4 separate regions of the Mus musculus genome follow, and all the other regions are linked to region 1. The links are chromatin contacts, called in public targeted proximity ligation maps. All regions are on one chromosome and are shown on one strand. The core of a region is the stretch at or near the end of the contact, and the rest is flanking DNA. Distances in the headings are between cores, read along the strand shown.

What was found.
Region 2: a targeted proximity ligation map of extraembryonic endoderm stem cells shows a contact between it and region 1. A contact is called at or near these places in 9 of 39 promoter capture datasets (the 3T3-L1 cell line, the C10 cell line, cranial neural crest and 5 more), 8 of 484 Hi-C or Micro-C datasets (the AML12 cell line, the HPC-7 cell line, cumulus cells and 5 more), 5 of 130 datasets of targeted methods (the NIH/3T3 cell line, embryonic basal ganglia, embryonic forebrain and 2 more) and 4 of 9 other capture datasets (adipose tissue, embryonic stem cells, embryonic trunk and 1 more).
Region 3: a contact with region 1 is called in a targeted proximity ligation map of trophoblast stem cells, with 22 read pairs. A contact is called at or near these places in 1 of 39 promoter capture datasets (frontonasal cranial neural crest) and 3 of 130 datasets of targeted methods (extraembryonic endoderm stem cells, pancreatic cancer cells and trophoblast stem cells).
Region 4: a contact with region 1 is called in a targeted proximity ligation map of extraembryonic endoderm stem cells. A contact is called at or near these places in 7 of 39 promoter capture datasets (3T3-L1-derived adipocytes, the C10 cell line, the HPC-7 cell line and 3 more), 8 of 130 datasets of targeted methods (the NIH/3T3 cell line, embryonic basal ganglia, embryonic stem cells and 4 more) and 5 of 9 other capture datasets (adipose tissue, embryonic stem cells, embryonic trunk and 2 more).

Annotation. Positions count from the first base shown.
Region 1 is chr19:36,128,039-36,131,329 of GRCm38.p6, forward strand. No RefSeq gene overlaps it. Among named protein-coding and RNA genes, the nearest start is that of Ankrd1, 9.8 kb to the left of the region's middle.
Region 2 is chr19:36,359,012-36,362,525 of GRCm38.p6, forward strand. It overlaps a transcript of Pcgf5 not described here. Among named protein-coding and RNA genes, the nearest start is that of Pcgf5, 49 kb to the right of the region's middle.
Region 3 is chr19:36,289,353-36,292,568 of GRCm38.p6, forward strand. No RefSeq gene overlaps it. Among named protein-coding and RNA genes, the nearest start is that of Gm32027, 27 kb to the left of the region's middle.
Region 4 is chr19:36,383,139-36,386,241 of GRCm38.p6, forward strand. It overlaps a transcript of Pcgf5 not described here. Among named protein-coding and RNA genes, the nearest start is that of Pcgf5, 25 kb to the right of the region's middle.

The DNA of each region.
Region 1 (3,291 bases), core at 188-2,687:
AGAATGGAAGAGCTTCGTCATGACCCGTTTGCCTTTCACTCCATGGAGCTGGAAATGGTGTGGGGAGTATTCTCACGAAAGTTCAACGACAGAACACACAGACTCGGCCAACCACTCTACATTCAGGAGAAACTGTGATCACTGGCCCTCGGGGACCATGAAATACATCACTCCCAGTGCAAAGGGTAGAGCTGATGGCTACATTTCACGTCACCAAAATGACATCTTTTTTTTTTTTTTTTTTTTTTTTAAGGTGAGCTTTCTGAGATTTCTACCAGACGATAACTTTCTATGTCCTTTCCAAACACCGGGTTAAGGAACTATTTTAAAGATTTATTTGTGAATTCACTGTTCTATGTGACTCTCAATGTGTGGACAGTGTTTGGGGAATCCAGAGGAGGCATTCGCTCACCTGGAACTGAGTTTTCTCTTTTTTTGAAAAAAAAATTATTTATTTATTATATTTTATTATATGTAAATATACACTGTAGCTGTCTTCAGACACCCCAGAAGAGGGCATCAGATCTCATTGCAGATGGTTGTGAGACACCATGTGGTTGCTGGGATTTGAACTCACGACCTTCAGAAGAGCAGTCAGTGCTGTTCACCGCTGAGCCATCTCTCCAGCCCTGGAACTGAGTTTTCAGGTGGTTGTGAGCCACTGTGTGAATGCTGGAAACTGAACCCAGACCCTCTGAGAGACCAGGGAGCATTCTTAACAACAGAGTCATCTCTTCAGCCCAAGGAAATAGATATATTGAAAAGCCTCTAAAGTGTGAAAAAAAAATTGAGGTGCAGTCACCAGAGGAAGTAGGAGTGACACAATCAACTTTTTTTCCTACTATTTATTTTTTCCTTGCCCACACCCTTTTATTAGACAGATTCTCATTTTTTAGACTAGGGTGGCTTTGAACTCACCAACATCAACCTGCCTCTGCCATGGAATTAACTTTCTGGTACCCCTGGGGGATGGAATTGTTATTCACCCTCTAATAGTGACTGGGTTCAGAACCTTTTAACTGCCCCTCCCCTGCACCCTAGGTTTGTCATTTTTTTCCTCTGTAGATCTGCAAGAGTGAAATCAGGATGATTTCCCACAGAAGGAGCTCGCCCAAGCCTTCTAAACTGAATTCCCCCAAGAAAGGGAAGAGCCTGTTTGTGGGCACAGACTCTCCTGGTGCCGGGAGCAGATCATTCAGGGAGGAGGGGGCCTGAAGCCCCTTAGGGATCTCCGCTCTCTGGAGACAAGGATCTTGGGTTTCACAAAGGAATTTACAGAGCTGAGCACCCATCTCAGCTGGCGCAGGCTGTGGTTGTTTATCAGGGATGAAAAAAATGTCCTCTCACCGAAAAGGAATGCTTCGCAAGGAAATGACTCCAGGGAACATTACCAAATGGCTCCCCGGGGAGCCAGTTTGGTTTGGCAACAGATCAGAATCACCAACCTGGGCTAGTCACACTGGGCGGGGCAGGGTCACCGGAGCTTTGGGAAAGGACAGCTGTCCTCTTTTCTAGGTAAATGATGTATGGCAACCGGAGGAGTTAAGAAAGGAGAAGCAAGAAATCATATACAACACCACAAGTGGCTTTTAGTTTGTTAGTTTCCTTTCTTCTTCTCTCTCAGCTCCACGCGGCACCTACAGTCTCTTCCAAACCATGTTTGGGGATGCTGCGGAGAATGAGGAAATTGCTCTGCTCACTGGCATGCACACAGATAAGGTGGAGAAAAAGGACGGCCTTCCTTATTTGGTGGCCCTCACAGCCACCGCGCTTCTGCCTCTCCTCCAGCAGCAGAAGCCCTCAGACCGTTTAGCACTTCCTTATCTAGGAATTCCAAGGCCCACCACAGTCCGCCCGGATGTGCTTCACCCAATGGCCGGCCACTTGCCTCCTCTCAAGAGGACAAGCAGATTACATAGCTCACGTGCCTCTGGCATACCAGCCAGACCCCAGCTCTGAAAAGGAAGCAGCCACAAAAGGACGGAGATGCTTGGTGGGGATTGGGGGTTTGTTGTTGTTTGTTGTTGTTGTTGTTGTTGGTGGTGGTGGTGGTGGTGGTGGTGGTGGTGGTGGTGGTGGTGGTGGTGGTGGTTGTTCGTGGCTCAGACCCTGAACTGAGCCTAGTCTTATGGGGGGAAGTGCTTTCCTCTCCAGGTGAGCTCTTCAATCTCTCTGGTAGCATTACAAATGAGGAAATTAGCAGCTGCAGCGGCTAATTAACTACTCAAACTCACACAGCAAGTAAATGTGGAGGGAGGAGCCACAACTCCAAGCCAAGCTAACTCCTGTCTAGTGGCCGGCACTCATCAGCAAGCTTTGTCCAGCTCTGCCTTTGTTGACTGGAAGAGACAAGGTTCCTTTCAGATGCTGTATCTAAAGGTGCACTTGGGCTGAGCATCAGCATCACCATGGTTACAAACAAAAGATCCTGTATCTGAGAGCAAGACAAGGAAGAAAATATTTACTGAATTGACCAATGCATACATGAGGATAATAATATATGAACAAAGGGAGCCAGTCAGATAGGGTCAGCAGGTAGAGGACTAGCTGTCCATGCCTGGTGACTCCATTTTGACTTATGGAAACTATGTAAAGGGAAAAAAGAACTGGCTGCATAAACCTGCCCTCTCATCTCCACATGCGTGCCACAGCACATGCCCACAACATACACACACACACACACACACACACGTAAACACACAAATACAAGTGTGCATACAAAATCATGCACACATGCACATAGAAAACACACCAATAATAATAATAAATAAAATTTAAATATATGAATCAAAGTGGAAGAAATATGCCATCTATTTATAAATCTCTCAATATAAATGAGTTGAATAAGTCTCTTAAGGTGACAGCTAATCTTAGGGATCATAAATTCTACCTCTGCTATAAACCTAGTATGATTAAAAACAGAACTTTGAACAGATACTTGTTTTAGAATCATTACTTATTTTTAAATATTTTATTAATTATATGTATGGATGTGCACTGCTTATGTGCCTGATGACCAAAAAAAAAAAAAAAAAAAGCAAAACAAAGTTGTCAAATACCCTAAGACTGAAGTCACAGACTGCTGAGAGCCACCGTGTGTGCTGCGAACTGAACCCTGGTCTTCTGCAATTGTTCTTAACTGATGAACCAACTTTCCAGCCCCTGGAACAGATATTTCTACACCCATGTTTATAGCACCTAGGCTAACATGTAGAAGCATCCCAAGTGTCTAGCAAGAGACATGGAAGAGCATCGTGTCAGAATTGTATACAATCAAGTATTATTCAGCCT
Region 2 (3,514 bases), core at 435-2,934, 230 kb after region 1:
AGAGGGGCCCGGCGAGAAAGCTTTATTGCACAAAAAGCCACATATTATCTTTAATTATAATTCAGGGCCACAAATGCTCTGTCGGGGCATACGTTCTTAATTTTAATTAATTAATTAATTAGTTAGTTAATTAATTGTTTTTTTCAAGACAAGGTCTTTTTGTGTAGCTCTGACTGTCCTGGAACTCACTCTGTAGACCAGGCTGGCCTCGAACTCAAATTCACCTGCCTCTCTCTGCCTCCCTGAAATGGGACTAAAGGAACATCCTGCCGTGCCCCCAGGTAGGGCATTTAAAAAAAAAAAAAAAAAAACTTGCAGATTCTTTGCGTATATGTGATGGCTTCTAGTTTTGTGTTTTTATGGGATTCCTGTTTGTACAAACGTGTGTGTGTCTCTGTGTCTATACGGGGTTCGTGTGCTTTCATTTGGCTCTTGTTTTGTCCTATTTCAGTTTGTGTGGTTTTGCTATATCATATTTTATTTTATTATTGTTCTAGAGGTTTTCTCTTAGTTTTCTAAGGACAGACGGAAAAGTGGTGGATTCAGATTGAAGGCGATGTGTGTGGGGGGGTATTGGGGGAATTGGAGGAGGACACTATCATCAGAATATATTGTATGGAAAATCTATCTCCAATCCTAGGACAAATGATCTTGTGCCACAAATCATATTCTAAGAGTAAATAGATGGATTAACGGACCAGAGTCTTTTTGCTATGTAGAAAAGAATTCTTTGCTTACTTGCTTCAGGCAACTTACCTGCTGGAGCTGAAGCCCCACCAGCCTTATTATATTTGCCTTGGTCTTCCTCCAGTCCCCAGAGAGCTGGAATTACCCGTGTGAGCCACTACACCTGACTTAAGATTCACTTGAATACTGTGTGTGTGTGTGTGTGTGTGTGTGTGTGTGTGTGTGTGTGAATGTGTGTATGTGTGTGTTCCCACATCTTAAAAAAAATAGTAAGATAACCAGGAGGGTTTCAGTTACTCGGGTAGCCTACAAGTCAGGACAACTAGAAGTGTTAAAAGATCCATCTTTGGGGGCAAGTTCTGTGCTTATGAAATTGGGTTAGTAAGACTTCATGTGAGATTTGTTAGCCCGGTCATGTGCATTTTCTGCCAGCCCTTCCTGGGATGCTCTGTTAGTTTCATGTTCCTGTGAGAAGACACCTGTGATAAACCTAGAGAAAGAAGAGAAGTTTCATTTGGCTCACCCTTCCGGAGGATTCCCTACGTTTAGTCAGCCATGCTGCTTCTGAACCTGGGTCAAGGTAGGGCAACATGGCAGGCAGGAAGCCAATCTGTTAGGAAGCCCTTCACATGGTGGACAGGAAGCACAGAGAGAGAGAGACAGAGACAGAGACAGACAGACAGAGAGACAGACAGAGAGACAGAATAAGGGTTAGTGTTCCAGTGTACCCTCAGAAATCGCATCCCGTTACCTAGCTTATTTCCATGATAGCACCTCCCAAACTCTCACAGCTTCTTGGTAGTCCCACAGTGCTGGCCAACAGCCCCACCCTCGATTCCTCAAAACTATTAATGAATGCCACGCAATAATGGTGACCACAAAAGGCAACAGGAGGGAGAGACACACAAAAATGTAGGAGATAAGAACCAAACAGTCCAGTGACTGCTGACCTAGTAGACAGGAGAAAGCTGATACCTCAGTGTCCTGAGGGGGTTGGACTGAATACGGGAAGAAGCGCCTGGCTTATCGCTAGAATCTGGGAAGGCTCTGGAAGCAGGAGCTGTTGGGCAGAGAGAGGCCACAAAATGCAGGCCTGTTTGAAAGCCTGGGGAGGGAGTTAGAAATCTGCTTCTATCACAACCAACCAAATGAAATCCTAATGAAATGTTTCTCAGCTGAATAAAAATAAATGAAAGATTCATTACCACGAACAGATAGAGAAGAGTAAAAGGCTCAGCACACACACACACACACACACACACACACACACACACTACCTAATGTACAAACCATAACACTGGAAAATTACAGTATATCAAGAACATGAATATACAAATCACCGTATAGTCGAAACAGGTCCTATGTAAAAAGATTGAAAGCAGGATGGTGTTCAATAATTTAACACCAACGCTGGATCCTTACAAGCCTTGAGCCTTAGCAGTCAGGAGGCAGAGGCAGGCAGAAATCTGTGAACCTTGTGTACATAGCAAGTTCTAAGACCACCAGAGCTACACAATAGAGAAACACTGTCAAGATATATAAACAAACACATAAGACAAAAAAAAAAAAAAAAAAGAACTCTGAATTACTTCCTTAAAAATTCAGAGAGATGGTCCAGGAGCCACGGGTTACCGTGCAGACACGGCCAAGTCCAAGAACCTCACCACACACAACCAGTCCTACAAATGGCACAGAAATGGCATCAAGAAACTCTGGTTACAAAGATACGAATCTCTTAAGGGGGCTGACTCCAAGTTCCTGAGAAACATGTGCTTCGCCTCTAAGAAGCACAAGAAAGGCCTGAAGAAGATGCAGGCCAACAATGCAGTGAGCGCATGCGCAGAGGCCATCAAGGCCCTGGTGAAGCCTCAGGCCATCAAGCCCAAGATGCCAAAGGGACAAAGCCGCAAACTCAGCCACCTGGCTTTCCTCACCCCAAGCTTCGGAAGCAGATTCGAAGCTACATGGCCAAGGGGCATAGGCTCTGCCATAGGTTCAAGTCAAGGCAGAGGCCAAAGCTTCAGCCCAGGCTCCCAAAGGTGTCCAGGCCCCTGTGAAGACCCCCATAGAAAAGGTTCCTGCCAATGTGAAGACAGATGTTTGTCTGTGACACACCTACCCACATGCTATTTGCAGATGACCAGTGTCCTATGCTGTTTTTACAAATAAACTTGAGGCAAGAAAAAAAATTCAAATAGATATTATTTTCAATCTAAAAATTTTAAAAATCCATGCAAAGTATGTATGAAGTAGAAGAATTAAGACTATTTAATTGATACATATTACTGGGCGTTATTTTTATATTAACATGTGGGAATAAGTCAGGGAAGAAAAACATACGGGATTCCAGAAACATGTAACTGAACATGTAACATGTAAACAGAAGGAAAAAGACCAAAGGAAACTCGAGAAGGACAGTTTAAAAAGCAGTCTAGCAGCCTTAGAGGAAGCCAGCCCAGTCAGAGAGACAGCAGGATGGCTTCGGGAAAGAGACCGACATGAATTTCCAAATAAAAGCTAAACGGTTGTGCAATCTTACCCTTCAGACCTAGTGTAAAACGCCCTTCAGAGGGGCTTTCCAAGGGCTTATCAGTTAAGAAAAACTGTCAAGTGGGATTGGTGGAGGCCCTACCAGAAAGTCCCAGTAGCTGGGCAAAGCAGTTCACACTGTTAATCCCAGCACTCGGAGGCAAAGGGAGGAGGAACTTGGATCTGTGGGTGCAGGGCAAGCCTGGTCCACATAGGGAGTACCAGGACAGCCAAGGCTACATAGTAAGACCTCGTCTTAAACCAAAAGGAAAAAAATAAAGTCTATACAGCTGTAATA
Region 3 (3,216 bases), core at 354-2,853, 160 kb after region 1:
GCGCCTTAGCAAAGCACTTCCTGAACCTGTTAACAGCCAAGTCTCTAATGCCCCTCATCAGCTGCCCAGGGCTGTCACCTTTTTCTCCCCTTAACATTTTTCTTCCACTTAGTACCTTCTATCTTTCATCCAGGGATCTTCTTCGCATCCCCCAACCCCATGGTCATAGCCTCCTCAGCATGTAATGTAGTAAAACCTTTTCTCAGCTTCTGTTTCTTCAGTCTGGCACCCTGAATCTTTAGGGTTACCAACATAACAGAGGTTCCCGCAAGTTTAGGGAGGCACAAGGTGCCAGAATGTTTTTGTCTCTGGCACACAGGTGTGTGTGTGTGTGTGTGTGTGTGTGTGTGTGTGTGTGTGTATGTGTGTGTGTGTGTGCGTGTGTGTGTTTGTGTATAATATACATCGATTTACATATATGAATATATATAACTATATATACTTATATTCTTGTATGTATAAATATATAGTAAATACATGGATGGATGAAAGCGATAACCTTCATCTCATATATATGTGTGTGTATATATATATGTATATGTATGTGTGTGTGTGTGTGTGTGTGTGTTTATTATACTTGGCACTTTGTGGGTACTCAATTAAAAGTTTCCATTTCACTTTGATGGCAATTATAGAGTAAGGGAAAAGCAGTCAATTTACAATTTTATAGAGAGTCTCGGTACTACTGAGTTTTTCTCATTCGCAATATGCTTGCTCCTATCTCTAATGCCTCTGACCCTGAAACAAGTTTCATAGACAGATCCACAGGTTGGGCTTTATGACCTCTAAGGCCTGGAGTTGTGCTGCTCAACGTGGGAAATACTAGCCATTTGAGCCTATTAGAATTAAATTTTAATAAAATAAAATCTACAATGGCCACTACTTCAGGCAGTACTAACAAGGAATGCTTCCAACACAGCAGGAAGTTCTGTTGGACAGCTCCAGTCATCACAGAGGGAAAAATGCTATAGTGTGAATAAAAAGAAATTCTCCCAAGGTCAAGGCTTTAAAGCAGTGGTTCTCGACCTTTCTATTGCCATAACTCTTTAATACAGTTCCTGGTGTAGTGGTGAACCCCACCACACCCCCCCACCCACCCATAAAACTACTCCGTTGCTTCTTCATAACTTTGCTACTATTACAATATAAACATCTGACACGCAGGATATCAGATATGTGATCCCTATAGGGTCGTGACCCACACATTGAGAACCACTGCTTTAAAGGCTCAGCCCCCTACAGGTGGTATTACTGGGGGTGTTGGTGAGTGGTGGAAGAATTGGGAGGTTCATAGAGCATTGGACACATGATCTCTAAAGGGATTGTAGAACTTCCACCTCTCTCTCTCTCTCTCCCTCTCTCTCTCTCTCTCTCTCTCTCTCTCTCTCTCTCTCTCCTCCTTCCTCTTTCCTTTCTACCCTTTTCTCTTCTATTATCGCCTCAAGATCTCACAGCTCACTCTGACATGCACTTCTGCCAAGACACACTGCCCTCACCAGAGGTCATAAACGAATGGGCTGCCTAATCTTGCACTAGTACTAACAGAGACAGGACACAAAATAAACCTTTTACTGCCTAAGTGGCCTGCCTCCCGTCTTTTATTGTACTGATGCAAAGCTGACTAATACACAGAGAATGTCTTAGGAAACTTCACTGCAGCCTTCCTGAGCTTAGTCATCGTGGAAACCAAGCACCCAGATGTTCAAGCCCTTTGGAACTGGATGATAAGGCAGAGATAAGGATGGCAGACAGGATCATAGGAAAGACAATGGGGACAGATATGGGTCCCCTTATGTAAACCTGCAGGCTCTAGTCTACTTAAGATCAACATGGCTCTGACAAAGACAAGGCAGAAGCCTTCTGAAAGACTCCAGCTTTGGGCGTGAGAAAGAAACGGTTTGGAAAAAGAGTCTGAGGTGATTTATTGCATCTAAGCATGAAATGAGAATGGGACTTGATTATCTGGATTATTTCTAAGAGGAAAATGTCTGACAATGTAACCGGGAAGGCAGCTTACAGAAGCTCCTCTTGTGCGGCCTCAGACCCTCTCTTTTTCCTGACCCGTTTCCCGGTGCTTCACAGAACCAGAAGTAGAACCCATTGGCTGTAGAATGGTGATATTTTATTTAACGAGAAACCATAAAATTATGAATATGAATAAACAAAAATATGAGAATTTAGCCTACAGATTCTTGGAATCTTAGTAACATCTCAGTCTATTCTTCTGTGACCTCTGAGGGATCTTTTTGGGCCATTTACCAGAAATGACTAGAAAGAAATGCTTCCCGATAGATAGCAGCTTGATTGTCTCCCACCACGAACATTCCAGTTCTTAGGAATAGCAGACATCTGCAGGAACTGTGTGAGGAGAATCTCTAGAACTCGACTTTCTTAGTTTCATGGCAAATCCACCTTTGATCACAAACTATGGGTGGGGTTGGAGGGTGACCCCAGACACTCTGGGCTTCTATATCTTTTTCCTTCTAGAAATGAAAATGACTTCACAAAGGTAAAGGTCTTCTCCCACCATTCCTTATCAGTTAACCTTAGGAATCAAATTATAAGGCTCCCCAGCCCTTGCTTGAGCCCAGAAACTATTTTGCCTGGTGGGGAGTAGTATCTGCATGGCTATAACCCCTGTACTGGGCGATTTTGTGTCAACTTGACACAGCTGGAAGGAGATTCAGCTGGGAAATGCCTCCATGAGATCCAGCTGTAAGGCATTTTCTCAATTAGTGATCAAGGGGGAAAGACCCATTGTGGGTGGTGCCATCCTTGGGCTGGTAGTTTTGGGTTCAATAGGAGAACAAGCTGAGCAAGCCAGGGGAAGCATGCCAGTGAGTAACATTCCTCCACGGCCTCTGCATCAGCTCCTGCTTCCTGACCTGCTTGAGTTCCAGTCCTGACTTCCTTTGGTGATAAACAGCAACATGGAAGTGTAAGCTGAATAAACCCTTTCCTCCCCAAATTGCTTCTTGGTCATGTTTGTGCAGGAATAGAAACCCTAACTAAGACAACAACCAAACTTAGAATCAGAAGACAAGAGTGAAAAGCACCTCGCCCACATTTCATAAGAAATGAGAGCTTAGAAACATCCAACCATTGTTCCAGTCTTAGTTCCCTTGTCTAAAAACTAAAAGTAGCCTAGAGACTTCTTGGGCTTGGTCTGTATAGTAATGTAAGTAAAAATGTATAGCCTATAATGAGTGGTTCATG
Region 4 (3,103 bases), core at 318-2,817, 260 kb after region 1:
GCAAGTTCAAGGAATGTATTGAACATTGCTATCTGGATACAATGTGGCAAGTTTTCCTTGAGCTTCAGGTTTAAACTTCTCCATAAAATCTTAGAAATGGTGACGTTCCTAACATTCCCAATGTGTGAACTACGCATAGAGAAATCTGTGAACTATCTAGTAAATTTGTAACTGTGTTGCATACGCAACAGTGTTTGTGATTAAACTAGGTTCTGTGCATTCAGGTTATGCCCTAACTGTTCAGTGAGGCTAGAGATACACAAGCTGTTATTTTTATAGCATCAGAACTACCCGTTTTGTCCCTACTAGAATCACTACACTGGTCATAGTCTTTGCTTCTTTGATCCTCCATGCTGTCCTGTCTTGAGCTCAGATACCATGTACTGATAATGCTGACAATTTCCTAACTACTGGACATTTTAAATATGTAATATGTTTAGTCCAACAACTCTAAAACCAGTGTCTGCCACCCTTCTACATAGCAGCCATGGCCCTCTATGCCTGTCGCAAATAATCTATGGAAAATATACCCACAGTCACAGATGCTAGTATTCCAAATTGGCAAGTCTGTACGCCAAAGTTTATTGATAAGTTAATTATTTGAGCCAAGCTCCAAACTCATTCTTCCTATAGAAATAATGTTGTAAGTCACTATTGGTAGTCTTTTACTGACAGTCTGCACACCTAGATGATGTTTGGCTGACTGTATCATGGTCAAGATCCAAAGGGGTTTTAAGGGCATGCAATCCCCCCACCCTCACTCCCATGCACCGTATACTAGATTCTACCAGAATCCCTAGTGGGGTGTTTATGCTTAACAGCAACTGGAGGACATGTTGTGTCAACACTTCGGCAACTCCTATCAGATTAATAAGAAGTTGGCTTTTTAATCTCTGGGGTATAAAACAGCCCCGTTGCTATCAAAGAATTGCTAGGTGTCTGGCTCCGCATGACCCATCACTACAAAGAGCAAGCAGGATACTGCCTCTGGCTGCAGAGCTTAATTCACATCTAGAAGAAGCACATGTTGTATCAACAGAGAATGGAGATGTGGGTGCCCCTGTCACATCCTGGAAGGAAAGTTGCTTCTATGAAAAGAAACCGTGGAGGTTGTAAACACCACCAGCTAACCAGCCTTGACTAGACACTTATAGAACAAATGTAATTTCCAAAGAGAACCTGGGGCGGGGGGGGGGGGGGGTTGTTGTTGAAGGTTTAAAAAGTATCACAGAAAAGGGGAGTGAGTGTATGAAGAAGGCATCTCCTGAGGTGACTGGTAGGTTGTGAGGGAAAGCCTTGTAGAGGCTCTACTCAGAGGAGACTGAGCCCTTCCTTAGGGCTCTGCTGTGCTGGTGTCTAGAACAAGGGGGATGCTGGGTAGATGGGAAGGATGGGAGACAGCAATCCAGGGGTCAGAACAAAGAACAGTGTCTCAGCAGGGAGCTAGGACTGGCCCTGCGACCTTTATCCCCTATTGTCTGTTTCAGCCTGAAGACTCTATCTTCAGCCCTTTGCTTAGGCCTTGCTCTGTGCTCATTTCCTGCCACCTTCCCCCCTCCCCGCCCCCACTACCTGCCAGCTGAGTACCTTAACTCCTTCATGTCTTGTTCAAGTGTGCTCTGACTAGAGTCCTTTAACCCCTCCCCTTTAAAAAGATGAGTAGAACACTTGGAAAATTTGTGTGTGGTTCTTGCACAAGGGCCGTGTCATCTTCCCTATACTGTTCCAGTTTTAGTAATTGTGCAGCTGAAGTGAGCAAGCGAGTGAGCCCTAACCTCCCTTTTAAACATATCACTCCATTCCCCCAAAGTTCCCCTTGGCTCTCCTTTCCTTTATAGATAGCGGCTATTGCTACCTGACTTCTATTCCGTATTTTCTGCTTTCTTCCACCACACTGTAAATTCCAATCGGGGAGCCTGGTTCTCAGCTGTGTATCCTGTGCTGAGGACTGAGAATTTGGTTGGAAAGAGCGTTGCTCCTTAGAAAAGTATTTACAGAAGGGGATCCTTTTGGGCCTGTGTCTTGTATTCAATCACTAGATCATGATTAGTCTGCCAGTGTGGAGGGTGATTCTGTTAGTGCTTAGATTTCTCTGTTAGAAGCCTGGGGGTGGGGCACCATTTGTCTTGCCCCTTTTGGTGTTGAATCTTTCCAAGTTTTATTTTGACATACTCAAAGCCCATGGACGAGTCACAAGAGCTTTGCAAAGGGAAGTCCGTGTTCCCCGCTATTCACCATTTGCCCCACACACCACCATACCCTCTGTACCTCTCTGTTCGGTGTTTCCCTGTATAATTCTCGCAGCTGTTTATGTCACATTTAATTTTATCACCTAAGAAGGAGACTCCGTGTCATGTTCAGGGATTGTAACATGGACACAGCACAGCTAGCTCAGTGTGCACACCTTTCTATCCTGTTTCCACCCTGTCTAAACACAGCAACGACAGTTGAAGTCAGTGAGCCCACCCGGAATTGCACATTGCACTTGGTTGTCCCATTCCTTTAAGCTTCCTAGTATGTATTTGTTTTTTATTGTTTTTCTAAAGCTTATGTCATTTGTTTCGTTAAGTGGCCCTTGCCAGGGCTTGCTTTATATTTCCCTATTGTTAGAGTCAAGATAGACTTTTGGCAGGAGTTATGTATGGCACAGACAACAATGTATCCTTGTAAGTACCTGAACTTAGGAGCTATGGGATGTATCTTTACTAGTGTTGTCAACTGTGAGCTCCTTTGTCTCATTCCCTCACTAGTACATAGTGAGTACTTGTAACTTAAAATTTTGCAACATAAAATTTTGTTACATAGAACTATAGAATTTTGGGCTGGTGAGATGGCTCAGTGGGTAAGAGCACCCGACTGCTCTTCCGAAGGTCCGGAGTTCAAATCCCAGCAACCACATGGTGGCTCACAACCATCCGTAACAAGATCTGACTCCCTCTTCTGGAGTGTCTGAAGACAGCTACAGTGTACTTACATATAATAAATAAATAAATAAATAAAAAGATTTAGTCTTTAAAAAAAAAAAGAACTATAGAATTTGACTGGACAAGTATTGTAAAACTACTTAAATATTTGGTTCCTCGACATTCTTTACCTGTTTGAT